Linked DNA regions of Sus scrofa: regions 1, 3, 4, 5 and 6 are each linked to region 2. Evidence: chromatin contacts called from public HiChIP or PLAC-seq and promoter capture Hi-C data. All regions are on one chromosome and are shown on one strand. Each heading gives the region's core, a stretch centred on a gene start, on an enhancer-like site or on the middle of the called end of the contact. The rest is flanking DNA. Distances are from core to core; before and after follow the strand shown.

Region 1 (4,138 bases), core at 692-3,191, 220 kb before region 2:
TGGGAACGTCCATATGCCGAGGGAGCGGCCCAAGAAATGGCAAAAAGATCAAAAAAAAAAAAAATTAATTCAAAGTACTTGGTATACAGCTAAAAGAGTCCAGGATTTTTGATCTTTAAAATTTCAAAACTTTCCAAGAGCTTTAATCTTAATACAACTCTGAATCAGATTATTAACATATCAGTTTATCCATTTAAACACTGGCAGAAAAGTATAACCTTGCTCATGTACCCTTAATAAGACTGGAGAGTTCACTTAGTAACCTCTCCATTGACAATTCTCCTATGAAAGTACAAAAAACTAGGCTCCTGGGAGTTCCCATTGTGGCACAGCAGAAACAAATCCTGCTAGTATCCATGAGGATGCAGGTTCCATCCCTGGCCTTGCTCAGTGGGTCAGGGATTCAGCCTTTCGGTGAGCTGTGGTGTAGATCACAGATGTAGTTTGGATCCCAAGTTGCTGTGGCTATGGTGTAAGCCGGCAGCTGTAGCTGATTGGACCCCTAGCCTGGGAACTTCCATATGCAGCAGGTGCAGCCCTAAAAAGCAAAAAAAAAAAAAAAACTAAAACTAGGCTCCTAAAGTAAATCCAACTCTGATAACAGAGTTCTATAAAGAAGGGTGCTAAAGATGTGCAGAAACAGAGACCTAGTACCTATCCTATAAGTTAGGTGCCTAGTTAGATGCTAGTTAGTCAGGCAATGTTCAGATCCAATTTTTGTGTTTCACCAAAACCGTAACACATCATTAGTTAACTTTAGACATTGCCAGTCCCACCCTTATCAGTTCTTGATACTGCTCCCTATAGTCCTCACAAGCTTGCTAATGTTTACATTATTAAACCATTCACACTGGTGGCACTACTCAACAGGAAACTGAAAACTAACAAACCTAGGGCACAATCCAGAGTTCAGAAAATAAATCAGGTGACCAGGTGCATCAGTCTACAGAACTCCACCTAGATCCCGAAACTCTGACCTTCACATGCAAACCTGGAATATGCAAAAACACAATTACCCTTACAGTTTATGTACCCTACAAAACGAGGCCTTTTCTAAAAAATGCACACCCAGAGTTGAGCTCAGTAGCACAACGTCAATTCTAAAGTTTACAGAAAAACGGATTTACAATGCCAAAAGCAATTTAAAGAGTAAATACGAGAAAACACCCCTCTCCTCCCACATTCGACCAACGGGCACAGGACCCACCAGACCACTCCCCAGCCTCCAGGTTCTACAGCCCCGCGCGCTGGGCAGCGAACTCTCGCGCTCTGTGGCCTAGCTGAACCCATTCGTGTCTATCCAGGTAGGGTTAAGGTTACGTGCTAGGGGCAAGAAAGGCTCCTTCTCGAGCGATGCCTCAAAACTGGATCGGATTCCTCCAAAAGCAGGGAAAAAGAGAAAGATAGGGCCGCCTGCAGCTCCACAGACTGAGAGCACCGAACGGGACCCACGCGCCTGCCCCAGACCCCGCAGCTGGCCGCCCCGAGACAGGACCGGTAATTCTACCGACGCGCCGCTCCGCCCCGGGCCCGCGACCGTTCCGGGGCGTTCCTCCCGTGGGCGGCGCCTCCCTCACCACACCGCCACTTGGCTCTCTTCTTCCTGGCGAGGCCGCGGCCGCCCCGCGACACCGAAGCCGCAGCTTCCAGGCCGCGCGGGCCCGCGACGTCCAGAGCGGCCTGGCAGGCCGGCTCCCTCCCCGTAGGCTCTGGCACGCCCTCTCTACTGCCCCAAGCCCTTACCGAGGCAGCGCGGCCTCCGCGGCCCGCTCCTCCTAATCCTCAGCCGCCGCCACCGACCCAGCGTCGCGGAGACTGGAACTTCCTCGGAGCCGGGCCGCTGCCTCCACAAAGGCGCCGCCGCCTTCAGCGCTCTGCCCGCCGGGAGATGGAGTACAGCTGCTGGTCGCGCCGACTCCACTCCCGCCGTGCCCCGCGCGGGGGGCAGGGGGCGGGGCAGGGGAGGTGTCCTTGCCTGCGCGGGGTGGGGCGTAAGGGCACGCTCTTGCCGGTGTCCAATGGGAGGTCGCGCTTTCCTGCCTCCAGTCCACTGGGGCTGCTGGGGGTTATGGTTTGTAGTGTAGCCCGCGGCGGGCTGTCTCCTTACGCTCTCTGGAGTTGAGCAGCACGCGTATTTTGTGGTGGGTTGGCCTTGTCCAGCTTTGCTCCCCGCCAGAACGCGGATACGGCCCTGGTCTGCCAACCTTGAAAACGCCTTATTTTCCGTTAGTATTAAGGAAACGGAAGGGAGCCTACTCCATCCTAAGCCTTCCGGGGCGGGGGCTTTTGGCCCACACAGGAGCCTTGCTCCTCATCCTCTTAATCCTGGAGTGTAGTCCTATTGCCCAAGATCCAAGCATAGGTGCGAGTGATAGGATAGAAAAGCAGTAGTCAGGGAGGCTCGTCCCCTTCTTCTGATGGGTTTCCAAGTTAGGCATCCCCAGCTCAAGAATACCAGGTGGGTATCATCCATGTTAAAGTTTCAGTAGCTGTATCTATGAAGGAAAATCCACTCAGTTTCCACAGGGCCTGGATAGCTCTTGGGCAGTATGGCCAGTGGTGACTTGTGCAAAATCACAGAGGAACTAGAAGGTATCTTGCAGCTCACAGCTAATGTTTTTCAAATGGCCAGCTGCTCCATGCTTCTAGGTGGATTGTCTACTTTGTTGAAAATGCTTGCTGGTTCCAGCCACCTGGTATCTCTGTTACTGGACCCTCAGCCTAAATTCAACATCATAGGGTCAAATAAGTCTGCCGCAAGAAAAGCTGTAAATCATTCTAAAATAAAGACTTAACTGTAGAGAAAAGAGATTGTTGGATTAAGTTACCTTTTCATTTTTTCAGGCATCTTGTTTGGAAGTCATTCTTTCAGTCAAGAACTGTACGAAGCATCTGTTGTGTGCCAGGCACTGTATCAGGTGCTGGAGATATAGGAACTTGAACAAAGCTGATAAACTCTGCTGCTGTAGTGGAGATGGGAGTGGGAGCAGTTACTAAAGCCAAACAAATGAAATAAGCAGTCTCTGCTAAAATGAGTTGTTTCTGTAAGGAGGGAGATGGAAAGCTGTTTGAAGGGCTCTGAACAGAATAATATCACAGCTTCCCTGTAAACAGGATCACTCTTGCTGCTTTGTGGAGAATTGGCTGAAGGTGGACAAGGAAAAAGCAGGGTAGCTGGTTAGGAGACTGCTGCAGTAATACAAGCACAGAAGGACTTTTACCCTTGTGGTCACAGTGGCAACAGGAGACATGGACTGGGATGAGGGGAAAGAGGGAAGAATATGGGACAAGCAATTTTGTTAGAAGCAGCAGGAGCTCAGTTTTGCGTAGGTTATTTCTGATGCCTATGAGATGAGATGTGGAGTTGGCAGTTGGTTACGTTAGAGTTCAAGTAAAGGTCAGGGTTAGAGATGCAATTCTGGGAGGCATCAACATATCACTGGTGCTGGTATTTAGAACCATAGGCCTGGAGTTCCCACGTGGCTCAGCAGGTTAAGGGTCCAGCCTTGTCACTGCTATAGCTCTGGTTACAGCTGTGGCTCAGGTTCGATCCTGGAACTTCTACATGCCACAGGTGTGACCAATAAATAAAAAAATTTAAAAAGCCAAAGGCCTGGATGAGATGACCTAGGGTATGAAGGAGTGAGCATGGACAGAAGAGCAGAGTTCCAGCCCTGAGCCCTGGGACACACCATCTTTGAGATTTCACAGAAGAGGAGGAGCATCTACACAGAACTTTGGCACTTTGACTTTGCTTCCCAAACTGGGTCATTATTGGTGGATTTCTCATTTATCAGATAGTACTTTATCCTCTAAAGAGGTAAGTAAAGTTAAGAAACTTATTATTTTTGGAGTTCCCGTTGTGGTACAGTGGAAACAAATCCAACTAGGAACCATGAGGTCGTGGGTTCAATCCCTGGCCTTGCTCAGTGGGTTACGGATCCGACGTTGGCCATGAGCTGTGGTGTAGGTCACAGATGCAGCTCGGATCCTGCATTGCTGTGGTTCTGGCATAGGCCGGCGGCTACAGCTCCAATTCAACCCCTAGCCTGGGAACCTCCATATGCCACGGGAGCGGCCCTAGAAAAAGCAAAAAGACAATAAAATAAAATAAAATAAATGAAAAGACAAAAAATTT
Region 2 (4,474 bases), core at 1,376-3,875:
AACCCAAACTGGCCACAGAGGCTCCTGGTCATTGCCAAGCCACAATGGGCAAATAAGCAGTCAGTTGGGTGCCCTGCTCTGTGGCTGCCAGCAGAGAAGAGCTGGCTCACAGGCACGGGGGTGCAGGAAGGTCTGAGGCTCAATGGACCTGGGATTTTGCTGCCTCTGCCTCCTCCTCCTTCCCTCAAAACAAGGAGCCTCCTCCCAGCCCTTACCTGTGACCCTTGACTTCTCAGCATCTGAGGTCAGCCTGTAGCTCTTGCGGGAGAAGGACATACCGGCCCCCTTGGACGCCATCTTTCATCTCTTGTGGGCAGCCAGTGGTCCTGAGGGCTCAAGTAGAGGCAGGGCTGGTCTTTACAAAGCCAGGCAGGGGCCCCCATATTAACCTCAGTCCTGGGGTATTGGGAAGGCTTGGGAGAGGTGAAGCCAGTGCATGCACACTCACACACACATCCACACCAACCCCGTGCAGAGGAAAGCAAGAGCTTCCACCTTCCTACACAGGGAGAGTGAGTAGGGGTCTGGGCCCATGTGACAGGGCCCCACCACGTCCCAGTACTCACACAGGGCACAAGAGAAACCAGGCACCAGATATGTATATTTGCTAAACCAAACTAAATGCCTCAACCCAGTGGGAAATGAGACCAAAGCATCCAAGGTGAGATAGGCTGGGGCAGAGCCCCCGTCCCTCTCAGCCGTAAGCCACACTGGATCCAAATTGGAAGAGAGAATCCTACACCAAGGAAAGTTCACGCTCCGAGGCCTTGATGCCATCTCCAGCTACAAGTCCTGCTGACACCCCAGACCGGGATCCCCTTTCTCAGTCCCAAGATCCTCCCTTCTCCATTCCAAAGGCCTGCTAGTTTTCCTGTTCTCTCTCACACACACACACACACACACACACAGCCTCCTGTCCCATCAGACCACTACCCTTGTCCCAAATGCAGATCCCATTGGTCTTCCCACTGCTGTCCATGCCTCACATGCCATAGTGCAGCTACTTCTGAAGCTGCACTAAGCAGCTGGTGCCAGCCTCACTGTTCTAGAGCTGTGCTGTCCAACACAGTAGCTACTAACTATGCATGGCTATTCAAATTTGAAAGTTTAAAATTTAAAAATCAATTTCTCAATTATATTAGTCACATTTCAAGGATTCTGTGGCCACATGTGGTTAGTGGTTACTGGACTAGACGCTGAAAATAAACAACATTCTCGTCATTACACAAAGCTCTACTGGCCAGAGCTAATCTAAAGCCTGGTTCTCCAGCACTGCCTTAGACAGCACTCCTTTTTCTTATCTCACCCTAAACAGGTCCTCTAGCTCCTGCCACACACCCTTGCCCACTCACAGTGCACACCACGCCTGCCCCTTGGGAAAGTGACTCTCGCCCTGATGCCCACCACTGGCCCTCTCACACCAAAGCAGGTGCAGGACAGATTAGACGTGGTCACTGATCTGATGAGCAAACCTTCCAGACATCCACTCGGGGTGTCAGGTGCTGAGGATACAGGTGAGAGGTGGACCTTGGCTTGGCTCGGGGGTCCCTGCCACGTAGACCCTGGTCAGCCCCGCCGGGGGATCAGGGCTCAGAACCAAACCGACCCCACCTAGGAGCCCAAGGACGCGAGGGTAGCGCTTCTCTTCCCGAAGTCGTCTCCGCCCGGCCTCAAGCTCCAGAGGCTCTTCCAGGCCAGCTCCAGCCTAGAGTCCTGCACCACGGGCTGCAACCCCCTGCACGGGAAGCACCCTCATGCTAGACTGGCCGGGCCGCAACGGAAGCTGCGGGGACCCGCCCCTCTTGGGCCCCCGTCGCCCCTCACTCACCCCCAGCCTCGGCCGTGGCGTCCCGGCTCACAACATCCGCCCAGCCTCTCGCCTACGGCGCCCGTTCAGGGCCAAACCGCGATTCTGCCGCGCAAGCGCATCGGCCCGCGCCCGGCCTCCGCCAGAGGGCGCCACCTGCAGCCTCCAGCTGGAATGTCCCGGCCCCTGCCTTTTGCCCAACCGCCTCACTGCCCAAATGCCTCCGACCCTCGTCTACTTAGGAGGCGCTCCTAGCCCAGTCTTGTCGCCACGCTGAGTCCTAGGAGACCTTGGCCTCCTACCTCAACTCCTACCGGTATTTGGAGGCCCAGCCCAGAGGTCCCCTCGGACGTCTGAAAGGCTGCTCCTCCCAGGGTCCCTGGTACCTGTCAGCCTCACTTCCATTCAGGCCAGACAAATGACCTCGCTCATCTTCCCTGGGATAGCATCTCTGGCAGAGCAAGGGGAGCTCGGTGGGCTCTGCTGCCAGGGGTGTGGGTCGACCTGCCTCCAGCTGGGGCTAAGTCAGCAAAAGGGGTAAGCTGCTTAGGGGGTTGGGTAGGGAACTTGACTTTACAGGAGAAAAGTTGAGGCTCAGAAAAGTTAAATATCACCACTTATGCTGGGGGCTGGGGGCTGAGGGCTGGAACCCGGCTCTGGCAGCAACCCCATACACACTGCTCTTCCTTTCAGAGCAGCCTAGGCTGTAGGGATGCCCCTGCCCTTCCCCAGCCCCAGCACCTCAGGTGTCCCCATTAAACCTTTCCAACACTGTCCACTACATAGGGAGGCCTCTTGGGAGCTAGCTGTGCCAGAGCGAAGACACTTGTACCTCACCTAGGGGGCCTGAGGTCTGGCACCACCCCTATTCCTGCCACTGGGTTTCAGGTCAGGCCCCAGCAGGCCTTGAGTGGGGGTGTGGAGCCAGAGCCACCCAATCCCGTAGGGACTAGTTTCACAACTTCCCGGATGGGGCTGTGGTGGGTCACAGTGCAGTCTCCAGCCAGGAGGATGGGGTGGCTCCCACTCCTGCTGCTTCTGACGCAGTGCTCAGGGGCCCCTGGTAAGTGCTCTTCCCCCTCACCCCCAGCCCTGATCCCCGCCTGCATTCAGAAAGGGGTTGGCCCTAGGCCCATCCCGCTATTCCAGCCAGAAACTTACTTTCCTACTGGGCATGGAGCAGTGAGCAACCTTAGCTTCTTGAGCAGAGCTGGGCAGCCCCAGGAACACATAAACACACTGCCTATTCTGGCCTACACTAAAACATCTGCTGCAGGAGTTCCCATTGTGGCTCAGTGGAAAGGCATCCGACTGGGGACCATGAGGTTGTGGGTTCGATCCCTAGCCCCATTCAGTGGATTAAGGATCTGGCATTGCCGTGAGCTGTGGTATAGGCTGCAGATGCGGCTTGGATCTGGCATTGCTGTGGCTCTGGTGTAGGCCAGCGGCTACAGCTCCGATTAGACCCCTAGCCTGGGAACTTCCATATGCTGCAGGTGTGTCCCTAAAAAAAAAGTCTGCTGCAGCATTGAGGCAGTGTTAGGACCACACACGCAGGCAGTAATCTCTCATAAGACTGATCTAACCCTCTAGCAGATGCCCTTACCCTGATGAGAGCCTATACTTGGAGTCAGAATACTTGGGTTTGGCTTCCGCCTATTTAGTATGATAACTCCAACCGTTACCATTCTTATCTGAGAAATGAGAGGAGCCAAGCCCCATAGGGCAAGCACCATCACCTGCTACTCTCGTAGAGTATATGTTTTACATCTGAGCCTAGTGCCTTGCCCATTAAACAAGCGTACTAGTGATAACTACCATGTGTGGGCCTGCTTCTCCCACCCCATACAGGGGTTTGACCCTTGAATGGACCCACAGGATCCATGAGAGAGGCCATGCAGTTTGATTTCCTGAATGAATAAAGTGTGGATGTGCTGATATTCACATGATGCTACAAATATCCACCCTGCAGGGCAGCGCTCGCCCTTAAATGACTTCCAGGTGCTCCCGGGTACTGAGCTGCAACACCTGCTACATGCAGTGGGGCCTGGGTCTTGGCAAGAGGATGTGGCAGATGCTGAGGAGTGTGCAGGGCGTTGTGGGCCCCTGATGGACTGCAGGTAAGAGGCCACAATATCCAGATAAAACTGGGTATAGGGGCACCAGGTGACCTTATGCCTCCCCCTCCCAGGGCCTTCCACTACAATGTGAGCAGCCATGGTTGCCAACTGCTTCCATGGACCCAGCACTCACCTCATACACGGCTGCAGCATTCAGGGAGCTTTGATCTCTTCCAAAAGAAAAGTGAGTGGCTTCGGAGAAGGGCGGGCTGGGGAGAGAGGTGCTGAGGTCTCAGGCGCTGTTGATCCTGGGTCTTCTGCTCTCAGATTATGTTCGGACTTGCATCATGGACAATGGGGTCGAGTACCGGGGCACTGTGGCCATCACCATGGGTGGCCTACCCTGCCAGCGCTGGAACCTCAGGTTTCCCAATGACCACAAGTAAGACGGAATGTAGATCCCCTTTCTCCCGCCGGCCTGGAGCCAGCACCCCACCCCCACCCCCGCCCCGCACTCACTGTATCGCCGCTCTCTGAACCCAGGTACACGCCCACACTCCGGAACGGCTTGGAGGAGAACTTCTGCCGCAACCCGGACAGGGACCCT
Region 3 (4,674 bases), core at 2,038-4,537, 200 kb before region 2:
CATCCTCACACCCCTCACGTACTGATAGAATATGTGTGGGCTCAGCCCTCCTAGGCACACTGGGCTATGGAAACTGTGGGAGCCTCCAGGTGGGGCTGGCCTCTCTTGCCCAGGCAGCAGGCAGGGACTGTGGGTTGGTGTGTGCATTAAAGTGCTCTGGGGAAGACACTTGTGGGGCTCTGTCACTGGTTTCTTTGCTCACCCACTGTCACATACAGTCACTGGATCCTCCTCCCTAGGCCCTGCCCGTGCTTCCCCTTGAATAGGGGCACATGTGAATCTGAGCCTCTCTTCTCCCTCCTTTGCACAGCATCAGGCTATATGTGCTCACAGCTGGCCCCTGGGCTGGGGCAGTTTTCATTCAGCCAAAGTCCTGCCACACATACAAAGAATTCTCGTGTACTCCATTGACCTTACCCTACCCCCACCACACAAAGCCCCACCCTCAACCTCAATCTGAGCCTCTGGTGTCTCCCCTCTCACTCCTGGGTAAGACCCCCAGCCATATGTCCTGAGGGACCACCCAATCCCCTGGCTGCCCTGGCTGTGGCTCTGCTTAATGGGCTGCTGTAGTTCAGCAGGGGCTGGGCTAAGACAGGAACAGTCAAGAGGGGAGAGTCAACAGGGGCATGGATTGGAGCCCTTGGTGAGGCTGCCCAGGATCCGCCACAGACAAATTTAGAGTCCAGCCTCACTATAGCTGAAAGCCTCTGAGGAAATTGTCCCAGCTTAGGCATCCTCCTAAAGGGCTGTCCACCTCAGCTCCCATACCTTCAGCTAGCACATTCCTCAGAATGGCCCCCAGGAGTGAGTTGGACGACCTGAGAGAAGACCAGCTGACCTCTAGGGCAGGAGTGGACCCTGCCCCAAGAAGAGCTGGTGTCATTAGGTACACTGGGCCCTCTTCAGTCACCCTGTTCCCTGGCATGGCCCACCCTACATGGGTCACCATGGACATTCCAGGAGGGCTTGGCAGAGAAGGCCCAACCCCATTTGCTCTACCATGAGACCTTCTTTGGATAAGCCCAGGGCACAGCGCAGAAAGCCTCTACCTTACTGCTGGGCGCTCTCCCAGTTATGCTACAACTTTTACCAGGGGAGCAAAAGACCTAGGAATTATTATGGGAGTAAAGTGTCCACTGAATATTGTCTTCAGACTATAAAGTGAATCACTTTCATGCAGCCTCTGAGAGCTCTGCCACTAAAATGAACCCATGTGGGAGAATGCATCTGTCTAGGTGGCACAGATCAAGGGTGCACTGGAATCATTAGCTTACTGCCCCAGGAAAGGGCAGCATAGCCCCCGCCCTTGGCCCCATCTTGGGTCACATTAGAGTGGGTATAGCAGCAGACCACCTACCCAGACCCCAAAGCCCATGTGGAGTAGCCGCAGGCTTGGTAGATACTGTTCATACTATACACATATCCTGGGTCTCTTTTCTGTCTGCTTCCTGCTTCTGTTCCTCCTATTGCTCCTGGCCAGGGCACCAAACCACTGCCTCTGGGGCCAGGATAATGCCAGGCCAACTGTCTCTGACTGCTACTGGTGTTCTTCTGGTCCACGGTCAGCCCCCAGGCATCCCTGTTGGCTGCTCTGATCTCTGTAGGGCTCTCAGCTTCTTGCAGTTCAGCACCTATGCTGGGTTGGAAGGGGTGTGGACAGATAGTCACCACTAAATGAGTGTGTATACCTAGGAGAGTGGGCACCTGGAAGTGTAGGGTTTACCTATTTAGGAATCAAGGAAGGGATAACAAGCAAACAGAAAAGTGTTTCTAGTGGAGGAACCAGCATGTACAAAGGGATGAACCCGGTATGAAACCTGGTATGGAAAAAACCTTGTATGACTGGTTTATAGTGAAGCTGGAGGAGTCTTTAAGGTCTAGAGTTCTAAAACTCCAGGTAAAAGTCTGGCAGTGGGGAGTCTTTTTTTTTTTTTTTTTTTTTTTTTTGTCTTTCCTAGGGGCACACCTGCAGCATATGGAGGTTCCCAGGCTAGGGGTCTAATCGGAGCTGTAGCCGCAGGCCTACACTGCAGCCACAGCAATGTGGGATCCAAGCCGTGTCTGCGACCTACACCACAGCTCATGGCAATGCCGATCCTTAACCCACAGAGTGAGGCCAGGGATCGAACCCACAACCTCATGGTTCCTAATTGGATTCGTTAACAACAGCCACGACGGGAACTCCGGGAGTCATATTTTAAAGCTGCAGAGTGATGTGTCATGTTGTAGTTTGAGAGACCCCTCTGCTGCCCCTAAGATGATCCCTTCAGGTTGGAGAAAGAGGCTGGGGTAATGTTCAGAGGGAGAGAGAGCCCAAAGAGGGCAGAGTGGCTAGCACTCCTTCAAGGTGACAAATGCAAGGGCAGTCGGGCAGTTTCTAAGCTTGGTCAGATCTTGTGAGTTCAACTTGGAAGAGTGCTTGTACTCGGCACGCAAGACCCATCAGCTGACTACCCCCACATGGCTTACCTGCCCCCCTCCTGAAGGCTGAGTGGATAAGCAGGGAGAAAAAGGCACTCTGTGGACCTCTGCTGTCAAAGACCAAGGGTTTCTGAGAGGAGATGCCAGCCTGGGGGCAGTGAACATTTGGGCCACACGGCGGCAGCAGAGACCCAATTGTTGGCTGCTGCACCCCCACACCCTCACCCCCAAAACAGGTGAACAGGTGATTAAAGAGAGCCTGTGAGGTTTCCTCCCAAATCCCAGAAGTCTCTCCTAATTTCCTCAGTCAGAATAGGGGTCACAGGAACCCATGTCTCATCCCTAGGCAGAGAATGTTTCATTTTAGTCTTGCCCAGCGTGACTATCTTTAGACATGTTGATTGTGGAACATAGGAATGGTGCCATAACTTCTGATGTGTGTTTATTCATTTCCGGGCCAATTCTCGTTAAAGGAGGGAGTGTCTTTTATGTTGCCTCAGGCACAGTATCCTCTTAGCACTGGGAGTGGCCACCCAAGTGCTGTTCCTCTCTGTCACCAAATGCTCACTGAGCTCCAGCTTAAAGGGGTAGGGGAGTCCAGGATTAGAAATGGGGGAAGGGGGGAGTTCCCACTGTGGCTCAATGGTAATGAACCCGACTAGTATCCATGAGGATGTGGTTTCGATCCCTGGCCCTGCTCAGTGGGATAAGGATCCAGTGTTGCCGTGAGCTGTGGGTGTAGGTCTCAGACACTGCTTGGACCTGGCGTTGCTGTGGCTGTGGTGTAGGCCAGCAGCTGCAGCTCCGATCTAACTCCTAGTCTGGGAACTTCCATATGCCACAGGTGCAGCCCTAAAAAGAAAAAAAGAAAAAGAAAGAAAAAGATAAAGAAAAAAAGGAATGAAGGCAGGGGATGTCAGGTATCTAGAGTAAACTGTGCACAGGGTCTGTGAGACCCACAAACTGCACCTGGCACTGCCTGGATCAGGTAGGCTTCCTGGAGGAGATGCCACCTAAGTTGCAAGAGAAGGAAGGTAAAAGCTTGCTCCTGAAGGAGGAACAAGGAGTCTGGATTGGGTGGTGAATAGAGGATATACATGTAGGGTCAGGAGCTCTGTTGGGCTGAGAGCTTCTCTCCCCACGACCGCCTTACCCTCCAAAGCTCTGGGACTCACAGTTCACGGGTCCTTCAGACCTCAGCCTAGGGCAACCTGGTGAAGATTACCCTCCCTCCAGGGTCCAGGCCCACCTGGCTGAGGGGGCTGTAAGGCTGAGAATGTCCCCTAAGGCCCCCCTCCAATGTTGGGGGGGCCAGTTACCAGGGAGCAGCTGCTGAAGTCCAGGTAAGAGGTGTCAAGAGCAGACCTAGGGTGACTTCCCTCCCCCTGCCTCATACCTCTCAGAGCCTGGAGAGAGAACTCTGGGCAACCACCCAGTTAGAACTACATCCTCATCTCAGAGACCGAGAGACTGAGTCCCAGCCTGGCTTCAGAGCAGGTTAGAGGTCCCCTGGGAGCCAAAGCCCATGTTTCCACCATACCAGGGAGGCACTGGAGCAGAGCCAGGAACAAAGGCCAGCATTGCATATTTTGTTGTCCTCATCCTACAGCTGCCACCTACTGAGGCAGTGGTGGACGGACCAGAGCTAGGGTTGGGCCTCCACATAAGCTGCTTCTCCTTTGACTCTAATGTCCAACCAGCAGGACATTACAACTTCTACTCCCTGGGTGGGCAGGGTGCAATGCACTGTCCTCTGACAGCGTCCTGTAGCTGTCAGCCCAGGGCAGGCCCACAGAGGAATAGTTCCTGCCTAAGCGAGGGTAGTGCCACTCCTGGGGTCTCCCCACACTTCCCCTCTGGTTCTCCACACATTGGTGGTCTCTGTTTCCCACACGGTGGGTCCACCAGGCCCTGCCCAGAAACAAGGGTCTGAGGATGTTGTAATATCCTGGAGCCAAGAGAAGAAATAGACCAGGTGGTCCTCAAAGTGCTGGGGCAGCCCCCCCACCCCGCCCCTTCACTTCCTCCTTGTCGGTCGTGGTGGGGGGAGTGGAGGCAGAACAGGAAGGCTCAGACCTACTTAACCTCTTTCCAGGTCACTCCAGCACAACCATCCAGAGGCCATAGAGAAAAAGGCGCCCAGGAGTAGATGCAGGACTCAGGCTTCAGATTGCGGGAAGAGTCGCACCGGCTGAGCGGTCGGGCTAGGCTAGTCCTACAGCGGGCCACGCCCACAGCTCCGCCCCCACA
Region 4 (4,139 bases), core at 369-2,868, 130 kb after region 2:
TGTAGATGCCGACAGCTGCCAGAGCCTGTCACAGCAATGCTCATGGCCTTGAAGTCAGGCTCCAAGGCATTGGAGAAGGCAGCCCGAGGTTTGCCATCATCCTCAGCAATCCTCCGGCTCAGCCCTGTGATCTGCTCCTTGGGGCAGGGCTCCAGGGGCAGGGTGTTGTTGGTCCATTCCACCACAATGGAGCCCCGGGTGATGTTCTGCAGAGTGATGGTGCTGCAGTTGCGGTCCCCAAAGGCGAAGGCCAGCTTCTTCACCAGAGCAATCTTCTTGTGGATGTCATTCACTACTGGTGCTGGGTCACCCACAAACTTGGCTGTGAATCGTGCAGGAGCTCTGTCCCCTTGAGGGCGCCTGTGGACATGGATCTCGAAGGCATCCACAGCTGACAGGCCCCCCTTGTCTGTGGCATGCATAAAATACTCGTGCTTGCCCACGTGGCTGCTGTCGGGGAGGCCATACATGAGCTGGCTATTGCTGTTGAACTGTACCCAAGACTTCTCACCTACCAACTGCTGCTCCCGAAGCTTCAAGGTCAGCTTCAGCTTATCAGTGGTGGTGTCCTCATTGTCATAGAAAGTGTCTGACGGGATCTTCACCTCAAAGTAGGTGCCAACCCAGGCATCTACCCTATCAATGTGGTTCTTAAGCTCTGGGCGCTGGTTGGGCTCTCCACGGGGCAGCCCACTGGTAGTGGTGCGGATGCGAGTAGGCGGGGAGGCGGTTTCCAATCTGGTGATGGGTGCTTTGGTGGTGACCCGAGGCACCGGTCGGGGTGTCCGCGGCTTCTTGGTCGGCCTTCGAGTTGTGGTGGTTGAAGAGTCAGTAGAAGGTGTGGCTGGTTTGGGTGTGGATACTCGTGGTTTCTTGGTGGTAGGTGTAGGAGGGGTAGCAACCGCCGTGGGCTCCAAGTAGCCAGGAATGGTCATTGTTGGGCGGATATGGCCAGGGACTGTGGTGCCTGCTTCTGACACCCGAGTGGGCTGAATGGGGCCGAGAGTTGGGGTCTGAAAAATGGCACCTCGAGTCCGAATGGTGACTGTGGGCTTCCCAGGAACAGGATCCCTAACTGGGGGAGCCATGGTCTCAGTTGGAGGAGCAATGGCTGGAGATGTGGGGGTGGGAACAATCCTGGAAGGTGGCTCCTGGATGGCTGTGGTTGGGGGCCCAATGGCAGTGACAGGTGTGGGTGTGGCATGGATCTGCCTCCGGATGCGTTTTGGGAGAGGGGGCTTCTTGTTGGCAATGTGCCAACCCACCACAGGGTAGCCAAGCTGGGCAGACATAGCACCCTCCCTGGCAGGGACCTCCACACCATGAATGTCAGGCACACTATTCTGGTTCAGGGAGCAGCCTAGCTTCCAGGAGAGCAGGGCCCCATTCTCTATCACTTTTTTCGCATTTCCCGGGCCAGCCATGAAGGCTGACATGTCAAAGAGTCTGTTGTTCACCACTGGCACTAACTTCATATTGTGAAGCTCCACTTCTGAGAAGCTCTGCATTCTCTGCAGAAGGTCGAGCCTTTGCTTTGGGATCATCTTGGTGAGGTCAGCATCCAGAATTACTGTCAGGACAGTCACAGGCTCATCAGCAGCACAGACAGATGACACCACCTCGCCCGGATCTGGTGACGCTGCTCGCACAGACTGTGGCTCACTGTGGTCTTCAGGGTAGACCTCGATAGAGAACACACTTGAAGTCTGGGGGACGTGGCTCCCGTTGGCTCCCAGCCGTGCAGCACTCACCGAAATGTAATGCACACCCTTATCAGTGTCAAGAGGGAGACCCTCCAGGGTGTGGCTCTGGGGGTCCCAGTGCAGCCAGGATGGTAAGGCTTCCTTCCCTGCTGCTGACACCTGTAAGAGATGTTAACGTGAATTAAGTGCTACTATCACTGCATAACCTGAAAAGATTCACAACAGTTAACCACTAGCCTAGCCTGAACTGTGTGACAGGCCTGGAGCACACTCCAGAATTCCTGTTGAAGGAACCAAGCCCTCTGTCCTGAAATTCATTTGCCTGTCATAAAAGACTGGGGGTGCCAGGGCTAGCATGGAAGGCAAATGATTCACTCAAGCACACAGTGGGGAGACAGCAGTGCTGGCACTCAAACACAAGCCTCACCCCAGAGAACTGATGCCATGGAGCTCAAGAATGTTACTGGCTTTTACACCAATGACAGGCCCTGCCACCCACTCATCCACTCTGCCTGCAGAATCAAGCTCAAGTGCCTCATCCCTCAGCACCCCCTTCCGACCTCGCCTCAGACTTCTCCCCTGCCCTCCGCAGACACCACAACTTTGCTTATTAAGTCACATGCCTGGCCTAGAGTGTCTTCCCTGCCCAGAAGTGGAAATACACACAGGTCTGGGTGCACAGACAATTCAATGCTCCCAAATGACTCATTTTATAACCACCCCGTTACATTCAAGTTTAGTGGGGCACTTTTGGTTAGCTGTATCTAATGTCTTAATTAATCCTGCTTTTCAAACCTCAAGAAAAACTGCAATGCCCAGAGTAGAGGAATGGAAACATTTATTCTAAGAAGACTGTTTATCAAAGGCATTACAAGAAGCTCCAGTATCTCTGAAAGAGAATTCTGTAGGCAACTAAGCCTGGGAAACTGACAGAGCTCACCTCTTCCCTCAGAAAGCCGATGCACAGAGGCAGGCCTTGGGAGCTCATCCCCTTTTCCACCCAATAGCACCCTGCAGACTTATTTCAGGGTGGAAGTCCTTTTCCACAGCGGCATGACTGGTAATATATAAAGCTTCTAAGGGAATGCAGCCATAAAAACTTCCACCATCAGCTGACAACAGGGAAACAAGACTTGTCTCTTGCTCAGGCCCCATCTATGACTACTCTCACTTTCAGGAAACACCCATTCCTGCGCCCAAAGCAAGAAAGGTGGGGACCCTAGTCTGCCTGAAGGCACTCTCAGCTCCACTGTCCTGTCCATCAAGTCCAGAGACACTGGTCAATAGAGGGCATGTCTTACTGCCAGCCCCAGCCCAGGAACTATCCTTTATGGTCACTGCTTATCAGCAGAGGGACAGGAATGGCCTTCTCTGTGGCAGGAAGGCCAGAGCTATGCCTACTGGGTTCCCCAGGGGCTCTGGTTCCTCTTGCCAAGAGCCAGGTGCCTGAGTGATTGAGGAGGAAACCCTGAACTTTTTACCTAATTTTCCCAGCCAGGATCCAGGTGTCCAGGTGGCATGCCATTCTATCAACTTTATCGGGGACCAGATATTTACTGCCCAAAAAAAACAGATTTCCTATCTGCAGCAAAAAGCCATAAGAAGACATGACATTATGAGGAGTTGTCCTTCAGTACTTGCTCTTTGAGCCGTTGAGTTCACTGAGGGTCTATGAACAGTGTTTCTTTTGTGACACCACATTCCATCAACTCTAGGGTGCACAACCATCTAATTAATGCACCACCAAGAATCCTCCATCCTGTCACTCACCATTCACTGCAAACACAGCTAACATCTGAAACGGTAAAATGACTATAAACATGGGTGCCTGTCTTTAAATCCATGAAAAATACTAAATATGTTCTCTTCTTCCTTTACAATCTTTTTTAGCTAAAAAAACACTTACTACAACTGCTTTGACTGAAAAACCTATGCTTTAAATTTTTTTCAGTTCAATTATATTAAATACAAAAACTTCCATATCCACATATAAACATATAAAGGAGTTCCCGTCGTGGCGCAGTAGTTAACGAATCCGACTAGGAACCATGAGGTTGCGGGTTCGGTCCCTGCCCTTGCTCAGTGGGTTAACGATCCGGCGTTGCCGTGAGCTGTGGTGTAGGTTGCAGACGCGGCTCAGATCCCGCGTTGCTGTGGCTCTGGTGTAGGCCGGTGGCTACAGCTCCGATTCAACCCCTAGCCTGGGAACCTCCATATGCCGAGGGAGCGGCCCAAACAACAACAATAACAACAACAACAAAAGACAAAAAAAAAAAAAAAAAAAAAAAAAAACATATAAAGCAAAGGCTGAATGCTCTTGTTTTGCAAAAAATGTGAGGCCAAGATGTAAGGCCAAATGGAGAAGTCAAGGGAAACATGAGATGTTTTATAGATGTGGGGTAGAAACTACAGTCCTGAGAGCCAGAGCAGGTGAGT
Region 5 (4,552 bases), core at 1,843-4,342, 160 kb before region 2:
TCCTGAGTGACCCTGCACTTGGGTCCCTTCACAGGCTTTCCGGGAACCCACCTTTCTATGAGGAGGTGGAGGAAGATGACTATGAGAACCATGATAAGAATCTTTTCCGCAAAATCCTGGCTGGTGACTATGAGTTTGACTCTCCATACTGGGATGACATTTCGCAGGCAGGTGAGGAGGTGCCCAACATGAGGGTAGAGTGAAGGGTTGGTGTGGGGGACCTGCTCTCACCCTGCTCTGCTGGACTCTGATCCTATCCCAAGCCCATTTACCACCTCCAGACAGTGAGATGGTGGTCTGGGGGAGTTGGGGGGAGCCAGGCCTAGCCTCTCCCTGGCTTTGTCCCCAGCCAAAGACCTGGTCACAAGGCTGATGGAGGTGGAGCAAGACCAGCGGATCACTGCAGAAGAGGCCATCTCCCATGAGTGGTGAGCAGGGCCGAGGAAGGATAGGAGAGGCCAGGGGTCCCCTGACCTCTGTCCTCCTCACAGCTAGCAGCCTCCATCCTTGGGGCCTCATGTTGGGGTTGCGGGGGTGGGACCCAGAGCCCAGGCCAGCCTGGAGGTTCTGCCTGGTAATCCCTGGATCTTACAAGGGAAGGGCTGGGCACAGTCTCCGTGAAGGCCACACCCACCCAGATCCAGACACACTTGTACTCTTTCCAGGATTTCTGGCAATGCTGCTTCTGATAAGAACATCAAGGATGGTGTCTGTGCCCAGATTGAAAAGAACTTTGCCAGGGCTAAATGGAAGGTAAGGCTTGGATGGCTCCCTTTCCTAGCTTGATGCCAAGTGCTCCTTCTGGCACCACAGTTTCTTGCCTGCATTACACCCCTGCAGCCACACAAAGGCCTTTCTTCAACTGTCAGGTTAATAGACATAACCACTGTTACTACCTTAAACAAGTATGCTGAGCAACTGGGTCCCTGGCTCTGAGGTGCTCAGAGGGCAGCCAGGGCACCATGAAAGGGTCTGGATTTGGCCTTTGCGAAGGAATATATCCAGACTCCTTAAGCCTTGCTCTGAGCTTCTCTCCACTGTCCTCCTTTCAGAAGGCTGTCCGAGTGACCACCCTCATGAAACGGCTCAGGGCACCGGAGCAGTCCAGCACGGCTGCAGCCCAGCCTGCCCCAGCCACAGACACTGCCACCCCTGGGGCTGCAGGTGGGGCCACTGCTGCAAGTGGACCTGCCCCAGCTGTTGGGGGCAGTGCCACCCAAGCCACAGAGGGTGATGCTGCAAAGAGCGATAATGTAGCCCCCGCAGACCGTAGTGCCACCCCAGCTACAGATGGCAGTACCACCCCAGCCACTGATGGGAGCATCACCCCAGCCACTGATGGGAGCATCACCCCAGCCACTGATGGGAGTGTCACCCCAGCCACCGACAGAAGTGTTACTCCAGCCACTGATGGGAGAGCCACACCTGCCATGGAAGAAAGCACTGTGCCCACCATCCAAAGCAGTGCCACACCAGCCACCAAGGCTGCTGCCATTCCTGAGCCGGCTTTGGCCCAGCCGGACAGCACAGCCCCAGGGGGCGCAACAGGCCAGGCTCTACCCTCTAGTAAAGGGAAAGAGGCTGCTGGCTCTGCCCAGGAGTCTCGGAGGGAGACCAGCTGAGTGGGCAGGCTGGTGGGGGATGGGGGATGGGCAAGAGGGTGGGAGAGTAGATGAGGGGCTTCGCACTGTACATAGAATCACTGGCATGATGCCCTCACTGCCCCCTGCCCCTGCCTCCCAGCACAGGGCATGTCTGGGGGCCACAGGAGAGCAGTCTCATCTCCTGTGTGTATGTGTGTGAGTGGTGGGGAGGCCAGAGGCAGGACCAGCCCCAGCCCCTGCATGGATTCCTTGTGGCTTTTGTCTTTTGCTAGCTTCATCAGTTTCTGTTCCTTGTGGGATGCTGCTCTAGGGATACTCAGGAGGTCCCTGCTCCTGTTCCCTTTTCCTTTTTGCCTCACAGTTCCCCCAGGCAGGCCCTGCAGGTCCCATCCTCTCCCAGGCCCTAAATTGGGTGGCCTTGCCCTGAGAGCTGGTCCTCCAGCGAGGCCCTGTCAGCGGTCTTAGGCTCCTGCACATGAAGGTATGTGCCTGTGGTGTGTGGGCTGCTCTAGGCGTGAAACAGGCTGGTACAGAGAATGCAATAATCTAAAGCAGTATGCTTCAAGACTGGTTGCATGGCTGGGGGCACTGCTTGGTAGCTGAGGGGTTCCTGAAAAGTGAAAAAGAATGAGTAGAAAGGTAGACACTTCCATCTTTGTCCCTGGGAAGTCTCTCCCAAGACCCATGTGCTATTTCCTGCCCTCCTGGGTCCTGCAGTGGTTGCCCTGTACCCTGAGCTTCATGAGTCTGTAAAGGGAAGGAGGAGCAATTAGGATGTGGCAATGAGATCTGGGAGGGCAGAGTGCAGGCTTAGCACCTAGTGTACCAGCCTAGCTGAGTCCTTACCCTGGGGCAGACAAGGAGGGCTGCCCCTGGCTCTTCCCATATGACCCGCCTCAGGCTCAGTCCACAGTCCTCTCCATCCCAGAGGGCCAGCTGCATGGCAGTGTCCCACAGTCTGATTTGGGGGGTTGCCCTTCTTGGGGGCAGATTTTCTGCTCTCTCAGTTCAACAAAATAGAAGGAACCCTCTCTATGTCAGTGACCCACTTCCCCTTTTGTCAAGGCTTAGAGTGAGGCCTAAGTGCCTCTGAGCCCTGCTGAGTTGCTTTTGCTGGAATCAAAGAGTGGAATAAAGCTCCCCAGTTTCCTGACGGAGGCTCCTGGCAAGTGCCCTTTGTCAGACCCCACTATGGCCTGGGCAGGCAGCCACACTGGTCCTGGCCCTCACTTGGCACTCGGGGATAGTCCTGCCCTTCTCCCTGCATGCCTGTGGGTCTGCTCTGGTGTATGAAGGTCGGTGGGCCGTGTACCTGCTGAACCTGGCAAATAAATTTCATTCTGCCAAAGCCTCTGGCCACCCTCTTGCCTTTGCTTCCTCTATATTACTGGGGAGGGGCCCCTGAAAGGCAGTGTGTAGGGGAAGGCTGGGAGTAGGTTCACAGGTAGTGGTCTGTGCTCAGTTCCATATGGATTGCTTGGGCTGAGAGTACAGACCATCCTCACCACAGTGTGTTCCTTGATGGTGGCAGGGGTCCTCTGGACTCTAGAAATCCATGTGGGTGGTGGGTCCTGTGCTGGGATTGTGCCAAGGAATAACCTCTATGCTACTGTTCTGACAAGTCCTATTGAACAAGGAGCCATTATCTTGACTTAGGCATAGACCTGGAACCCACCAAGGGCCATCCACCATAGGGAGAGACCTTGCCCATGGCCAAAGTGGGCTTCCCTGGGTTGGGGAATGGGTGCAGGGTGGCCATTACACAAAGATTCTGTCCTATCCTTTGTGTTGATTATTCCTTCCTGTGAACACCTTTGCTTTCCACGTAGGCCCCAAGGACTTCACTCTGAGTCTACTTCAGGTGGAACAGATCGGCTTTACATTATGGGACTCTGCATAAGGTTTCTTCTGGGGAGAGGGGGATACCACTACTAAAAACAGTTAATCATCAAAACTCCTAGGAATACTTGTTCCAGCCTGGATCAGCCCAGGTGAATTCACCAGGGATGCTGCTCTTACTTAGGATCCCAAAGATAACTTCTCTGATATGGGAATAAGAAAAAGATTTGTTAGCCACTTGTCTATGAAGGATCTGGGCCTCCAAAAGGCAGTACTGAGGCAAAACTGATTCTCCTGAGAGCTAGGAGCTAGTCAGGATACCGGCCCCACCACCTTTAAACTTAGGGATCATCAACCTTGTTTGTATAGAGCCAGGGCGAGCTGGGAGTGTCCTGACCCGTGTCCTTTCGAGGACCACTAAAGAGTCTGAGAGGGCTGAGAGGGCGGAGCATTCTTTTGGTCCGGGAAGTATGGTCTTCTATACGGTTGAGAACTGCCCAGAGCCCAAGGGACCCGCTCTCCATTCGTACCATCGTCCCACCCCCTTATGGCCTCTTCTAAACTCTCGCGAAGTGCAGAGATGGCTGCGCTGAGAGAACAGGGCTAAGGAGACCGTGCCCAGCTCCGGCTTGGGACCGTAACGTCTTGTCTTGCCCCAGAAAGGGGCTCGGCCGGCGGCGTAGCTGCTCCTGGTGCCCATCCAACGCTGTGTTCTGGTACTGGGCGATTCCCGGGAGCCGCGAGGGACTTACCGCTGAGCTTCAGGCCCGCGCTCGGCCCCAGGATTCTTTTCGGCCTGAGAGGCCGTTAAGCCCCGCCCCCGAGGGTTCGTCCAATCCGGGCCCAAACTTCATTTTGCGCCTTGTAGCCACTTCCGGTTCGCTTCCGGAAGTCGCGCTGTGGAGCCAAATTTGAAGCAAGCTGGGACGCTGAGGCACGGCCACGAAGCTGGACCCTTCGCGGTTTCCTTGGCTACCTGGGCCACTTGAGACCAGTCATGCCTATTCGTGCTCTGTGCACTATATGCTCCGACTTCTTCGATCACTCCCGCGACGTGGCAGCCATCCACTGCGGCCACACCTTCCACTTGCAGTGGTGAGTGACCGCTG
Region 6 (4,648 bases), core at 1,008-3,507, 190 kb after region 2:
CATTTTAAATTAGTAGTTGTTTGTATGAAATTAACTTGGAATTTATGGCAAAAGGATTCTAAACCGAGAGAGCATTTTCTCTGAAGACATTTTCCAAATATACCCGCGGGAGAATACGGTTTTCCAATACCTAATAAAAAGACGAAAAGGTAGTAGCAGGCTTCCGAAGAAACCCAAGTGTATACGTGTGTGGACGGGTGACCCCAGAGCTCTGAGTGCTCCAAGACCCAGCAGCTGTGGCACTCTTCCCTGCCTCCCGCGGGGGCTCAACGCCCCATTCTCTGGCTCTGGCCAAACTGGGCCGCGCGACCCTCTGTGGAAGCCCGGGAGGCAGTCCGCAGGTCGTACACGCCCGCGGCCGACGCGCAGGCCCCTCGCTCCCGCGAGCGCATTCCGGGCTGAGGCCTGGCCCATCACCGCGGCGCGCAGCCTGGGCCCGGACGTCGGACGCCCCCAGCCTTGGCCTGAAGGGCCGAGAACAACGGGATGGCTCTACCCCAGCCGAGCCGCCGCCTCACCCGCAAGGACGTCCGCGACCGTGTCGCCGCCCCGGGCCAAACAGCGAGCAGCAGCAGGTGTTCCTCGGAAGGCTAGGACGGCGGCGGGGGACCGGCGGCGCACTCACCGAGCCCCGGCTAGTGGGCTGCAGCAGGTGCTCGCTCTTCCGGGCCGCAAGACTCCGTCGCCTCTCCCCGGGGACTCGGAGCAATGCTGCCGCTGCCGCTGCCGCTGCCGCTGCCGCGCCGCCGCCGCCGAGCCCAAGGAGCGCGAGCGCCGCACCGCAGCCTCAGCGCGAGCACGTACCGAGCGGTGAGAGGGCGCCGAGCGCGAGGGCGGGGCGCGCGGCCGGAGCCTAGCAACCCCCTGACACGCGAGTGCTGCAGCCAATCCCGCGGCCAGCTCCGTGCGGCGCCGACCGACAGTCCCCGCGACGCCCGCTTCTGCCTGCGTCGGCCGCCCCGCAGAGCGCCGCACCCGCGCAAAGGCTCCGCCCCCGCCCGCGCCAGCGTCGCTCTGCCTATTGGCCCGCCACGCCCCCACCCGAAAAGACACGCCCCATCCTGGAAATCCCGCCCCGCGGCGAGCCAAGTCCGCCCCTAGAACACGCCCCAAGCTGTCCGCGTCTCGGGGAGCTCTCAGACCTGGGAGCGGGGGAGGGGCGCCGCGCCCAACCTCAGGCATTTGAGCCGCTGAGAATCATCCAACCTACCCGGGTGGTCAGGCTTAATGACTGGCCCTGCCGCAACTAGCCATCCATAGACTGCCTTTGGCCCTGCTGATTTCTCTCTAACGCAGATCAGGTACTTCTAAGCCAAGAAAACACTCAGGAAGCGTCCTCTAAATTGCAAACGATGATGGCCCGGTTGCCCGCCTCCTATACTAATGAGGAAACTGAGGCGAGGACCGGAAGGGCAGGGAGCCGCGCCCCTCTCCGGGTGCCCCCAGCAGGCGGGGGCGTCCAGGAAGTGGCTCGGGCCTGACCCTCGTCCCCTCCTCCTGCCCTCAACACCCGGAATCCGATGCTCCTCAGGCGCCAGAAATAGCTCTGACCCGCTGGCTCTGGTCACTCACTCAAGGCCCGCATTCTTTCAGGGGGTGGGGGGAAGAAAGGCGGGTAGTTACTGCTGAGGTCTGTCTCCCTTAAAGGGGAGGCTCCTACAGACGCTCTCACTGTCCCTAGGGCTTACCTAGCCACCCCCCCACACCTCAAAGGCCTCAGATGCTTCAGTTACTAGACCTGAACAATTACTCAACGGGTCGGGGTATGGGACCTGTGGTGGACTCTGTTCCCTGTGCAGAATGTGTCCATCCCTTCCTGGGCCTGTGGCCAGGCTGGAATTCCAGGCCCGCACTCTTGTCAGCTATTACATTCTGAACACAGAATTGGCTACTGCCTGCCAGAGGTTGCTCATGGGATCCTGGTGGAACTGGGTTTCCCCTGCTTTCTTCCTCTCCTTAGGAAAGACTGGGAGAAGCAGACTCCAGAGAGAGAAAAAATGAATGCCCCGGAAGTTCCCCTTTAGGCTCAGCAGAAACGAATCCAACTAGTGAATCCAACTAGTATCCGTGAGGATGCAGGTTCTATCAGTGAGTGTGCTATCCTGCTTTACTGTGAGCCATGTTATAGTCACGGACAAGGCTCAGATCCGGTATTGCTGTGGCTGTGGCGTAGACTGACAGCTGTAGCTCTGATTTGACCCCTAGCCTAGGAACTTCCATATGCCACCAGTGCGGCCCTAAAAAGCAAAAAAAAAAAAAAAAGAATGACCCATCTCCCAAATGCACATACCTGTTTGCGATTCTTTTACTTTTCTTATTAGGGCCACAACTGCAGCATATGGAAGGGTTTGAATCAGAGCTGCAGCTGCCAGACTACCCCACAGCCACAGCAACACCTGATCCAGTCTCATCTGCAACCTCCACAGCAGCTTGTGGCAACACCAGATCCTTAACCCACTGAATGAGGCCAGGGATCAAACCTGCATCCTCATAGATTCTAGTCAGGTTCATAACCCTTGAGCCACAATGGGAACTCCCTGTGATATTTTTTTTTAGGCCTCACCCTAGCATATGGAAGTTCCCAAGCTAGGGGTGGAATCAGAGCTGCAGCTACTGGCCTACACCATACCCACAGCAATGTGGGATCCAAGCCTCATCTGTGGCCTATACCATGGCTCATGGCAACACTGGATCCCCAACCCACTGAGCAAGACCAGGGATCGAACCTGCATCTTCATGGATACTAGTCAGATTCATTTCCACTGCACCATGATAGGAACTCCTTCCCTTTGATTCTTTAAACTTAAATTCATGGGCTCCAAACTTCATACAGACCAGAAAAAGAAGTAAAGACTAAGGAAAATCCACAAAAAAAAAAAAAAAAAAAAAAAGGGGAGTTCCCGTCGTGGCGCAGTGGTTAACGAATCCGACTAGGAACCATGAGGTTGCGGGTTCGATCCCTGGCCTTGCTCAGTGGGCTAACGATCCAGTGTTGCCATGAGCTGTGGTGTAGGTCGAAGACACGGCTCGGATCCCGCGTTGCTGTGGCTCTGGCGTAGGCTGGCGGCTACAGCTCCAATTCGACCCCTAGCCTGGGAACCTCCATATGTCGTGGGAGCGGCCCAAGAAATGGCAAAAAGACAAAAAAAAAAAAAAAAAAGACTAAGGAAAATCCCCAAATCATTCTTTAGATATTAAAACTTTAAAAAATCCAGCTCTGGGAGTTCCCGTCGTGGTGCAGTGGTTAACGAATCCGACTAGGAACCATGAGGTTGCGGGTTCGGTCCCTGCCCTTGCTCAGTGGGTTAACGATCCGGCGTTGCCGTGAGCTGTGGTGTAGGTTGCAGACGCGGCTCGGATCCCGCGTTGCTGTGGCTCTGGCGTAGGCCGGTGGCTACAGCTCCGATTCAACCCCTAGCCTGGGAATCTCCATATGCCGAGGGAGCAGCCCAAGAAATAGCAACAACAACAACAACAACAAAAAGACAAAAGACAAAAAAAAAAAAAAAAAAAAAATCCAGCTCTGAAATTTAGCTTCTTTGAAAAGGCTAAAAATGCAGAAAATTATGAGTTTCTAAACAAAATACATTCTTTCATTCACTCCTTCAACTTACAGCGTGTCCTCCCCTCCCCCAAACATACACCAGACACTGCTTTGCAGCCCTAAATTCTGCTGGGGATTTTAGTGTCTGACTGTACAATTATATGTAAATGTTCTTCCAAAACAAAAGACAGCAGTGAGCACAGACCTCATCCTTCTTACCATCTACACAGAAGCTACTGCTCTTTAGTCCTCATTGACCATCCATGGATGCTAGAGTGACTCCCCTTCATTTTTGGCATTGGTCTTGCTAGATGAGACACCATGCCTCAATCTGGCCTCCAGGGACCCAGCACCACATGCCCAAGCTTCCCTAGAGCTCTAGCTAAGGGAAGGTCTTTACCTCAACTACTTAGTGCCAAAAGGTGGGGTAGGATCTTCTTAGTCCTAGGAGGAGGGGAGCAAAAACCAGAGTTTGCCTGAAGCTCTCACAGCAAAATCCTTCCAGTCTCTGCCTCTCTAGGTTTGGGACTCAATTGGAGATGCTATGGTCTGAGCCTCAGGCTGGCCCCAATGCTCACCTGCTCCTGCAACCTTCCAGCCTTGGCACTTCCCTCCCAGGCCAGAACAACTGTGAGTTCTGGGCCTCATTGGTGGCTTCCTTTTTTGTCTAGAATTGGGGTTTCCACAACCCTCTGTTCCTTCAGGCCCTAGAAGGCAAGAGGCCTGAATGGCCAGAGTTGGACCAGCCTTTTGGGGCCTAACAAGCCACTACTGGAGCCCAACCGTTCCCATGGAATGCATAGCAGAGTAAAGAGGGAGGTGGCCATCTCCATGTACGCCAAGGCTGGATGGGGCTGTGAATGCAAGGTACTGTTACTCCCTATAGTCCTGAGAGTTGAAGACTTTCCCTTTGTAGAAAACTGCACACCCCACCCTAGGGCTTAGCACTAGGTCCACAGCTACTCGCCCTTGGGAGCTATTTTGCAACCCCACAGGGCCTAGGCCACCCTAGTTCAGGCTTGGTGCTTGCAGCTAAGAGTGAGGCCCAGGGCACATCCAAGAACAGCTGCCCCAAGGGCCCATGTGGTATGGGCCCAGGTGGGC

The links. Promoter capture Hi-C pulls out the DNA fragments that hold promoters and counts their contacts. HiChIP or PLAC-seq counts read pairs in DNA pulled down with a chosen protein or histone mark.
Region 1: a promoter capture Hi-C map of liver shows a contact between it and region 2, with 4 times the contacts expected there. The contact joins the promoter of RBM6 here to the promoter of MST1 in region 2. A contact is called at or near these places in 2 of 5 promoter capture datasets (fetal skeletal muscle and liver) and 2 of 2 datasets of contacts at active chromatin or transcription factors (alveolar macrophages and skeletal muscle).
Region 3: a contact with region 2 is called in an H3K27ac HiChIP or PLAC-seq map of alveolar macrophages. The contact joins the promoter of MST1R here to the promoter of MST1 in region 2. A contact is called at or near these places in 1 of 5 promoter capture datasets (fetal skeletal muscle), 10 of 47 Hi-C or Micro-C datasets (alveolar macrophages, embryonic fibroblasts, fetal heart ventricle and 6 more) and 2 of 2 datasets of contacts at active chromatin or transcription factors (alveolar macrophages and skeletal muscle).
Region 4: a contact with region 2 is called in an H3K27ac HiChIP or PLAC-seq map of skeletal muscle. The contact joins the enhancer-like site here to the promoter of MST1 in region 2. A contact is called at or near these places in 1 of 5 promoter capture datasets (liver), 8 of 47 Hi-C or Micro-C datasets (alveolar macrophages, blood, fetal skeletal muscle and 3 more) and 2 of 2 datasets of contacts at active chromatin or transcription factors (alveolar macrophages and skeletal muscle).
Region 5: an H3K27ac HiChIP or PLAC-seq map of alveolar macrophages shows a contact between it and region 2. The contact joins the promoter of TRAIP here to the promoter of MST1 in region 2. A contact is called at or near these places in 2 of 5 promoter capture datasets (fetal liver and liver), 13 of 47 Hi-C or Micro-C datasets (alveolar macrophages, embryonic fibroblasts, epiblast stem cells and 8 more) and 2 of 2 datasets of contacts at active chromatin or transcription factors (alveolar macrophages and skeletal muscle).
Region 6: a contact with region 2 is called in an H3K27ac HiChIP or PLAC-seq map of skeletal muscle. The contact joins the promoter of DAG1 here to the promoter of MST1 in region 2. A contact is called at or near these places in 1 of 47 Hi-C or Micro-C datasets (liver) and 1 of 2 datasets of contacts at active chromatin or transcription factors (skeletal muscle).

What each region holds. Positions count from the first base shown.
Region 1 is chr13:32,442,747-32,446,884 of Sscrofa11.1, reverse strand. It overlaps RBM6 (RNA-binding protein 6), which reads right to left and starts at 1,941. Exons shown (of 22, transcript XM_005669583.3): 1 at 1,744-1,941.
Region 2 is chr13:32,218,196-32,222,669 of Sscrofa11.1, reverse strand. MST1 (hepatocyte growth factor-like protein) reads left to right here and starts at 2,625. Exons shown (of 16, transcript XM_021068776.1): 1 at 2,625-2,870; 2 at 3,780-3,927; 3 at 3,999-4,111; 4 at 4,195-4,309; 5 at 4,411-4,474. The coding sequence starts at 2,777. It overlaps RNF123 (E3 ubiquitin-protein ligase RNF123), which reads right to left. Exons shown (of 39, transcript XM_021068771.1): 1 at 4,061-4,474; 2 at 216-333. The coding sequence starts at 297.
Region 3 is chr13:32,422,227-32,426,900 of Sscrofa11.1, reverse strand. It overlaps MST1R (macrophage-stimulating protein receptor), which reads left to right and starts at 3,287. Exons shown (of 19, transcript XR_002337520.1): 1 at 3,287-4,674. MON1A (MON1 homolog A, secretory trafficking associated) reads left to right here. Exons shown (of 7, transcript NM_001243701.1): 7 at 1-168. The coding sequence ends at 25.
Region 4 is chr13:32,085,375-32,089,513 of Sscrofa11.1, reverse strand. DAG1 (dystroglycan) reads right to left here. Exons shown (of 3, transcript XM_021068744.1): 3 at 1-1,862. Among named protein-coding and RNA genes, the nearest start is that of BSN, 20 kb to the left of the region's middle. Within about 2 kb of position 1,618, at least 2 of the 83 cell types and tissues checked have an H3K27ac peak or open chromatin away from gene starts, as enhancers often do. A contact at or near this core is called in skeletal muscle, where this site is marked.
Region 5 is chr13:32,379,528-32,384,079 of Sscrofa11.1, reverse strand. It overlaps TRAIP (E3 ubiquitin-protein ligase TRAIP), which reads left to right and starts at 3,092. Exons shown (of 31, transcript XR_002337524.1): 1 at 3,092-4,538. It overlaps CAMKV (caM kinase-like vesicle-associated protein), which reads left to right. Exons shown (of 10, transcript XR_002337521.1): 7 at 35-171; 8 at 350-428; 9 at 666-753; 10 at 1,053-2,952.
Region 6 is chr13:32,025,628-32,030,275 of Sscrofa11.1, reverse strand. It overlaps DAG1 (dystroglycan), which reads right to left and starts at 2,257. Exons shown (of 3, transcript XM_021068744.1): 1 at 1,211-2,257.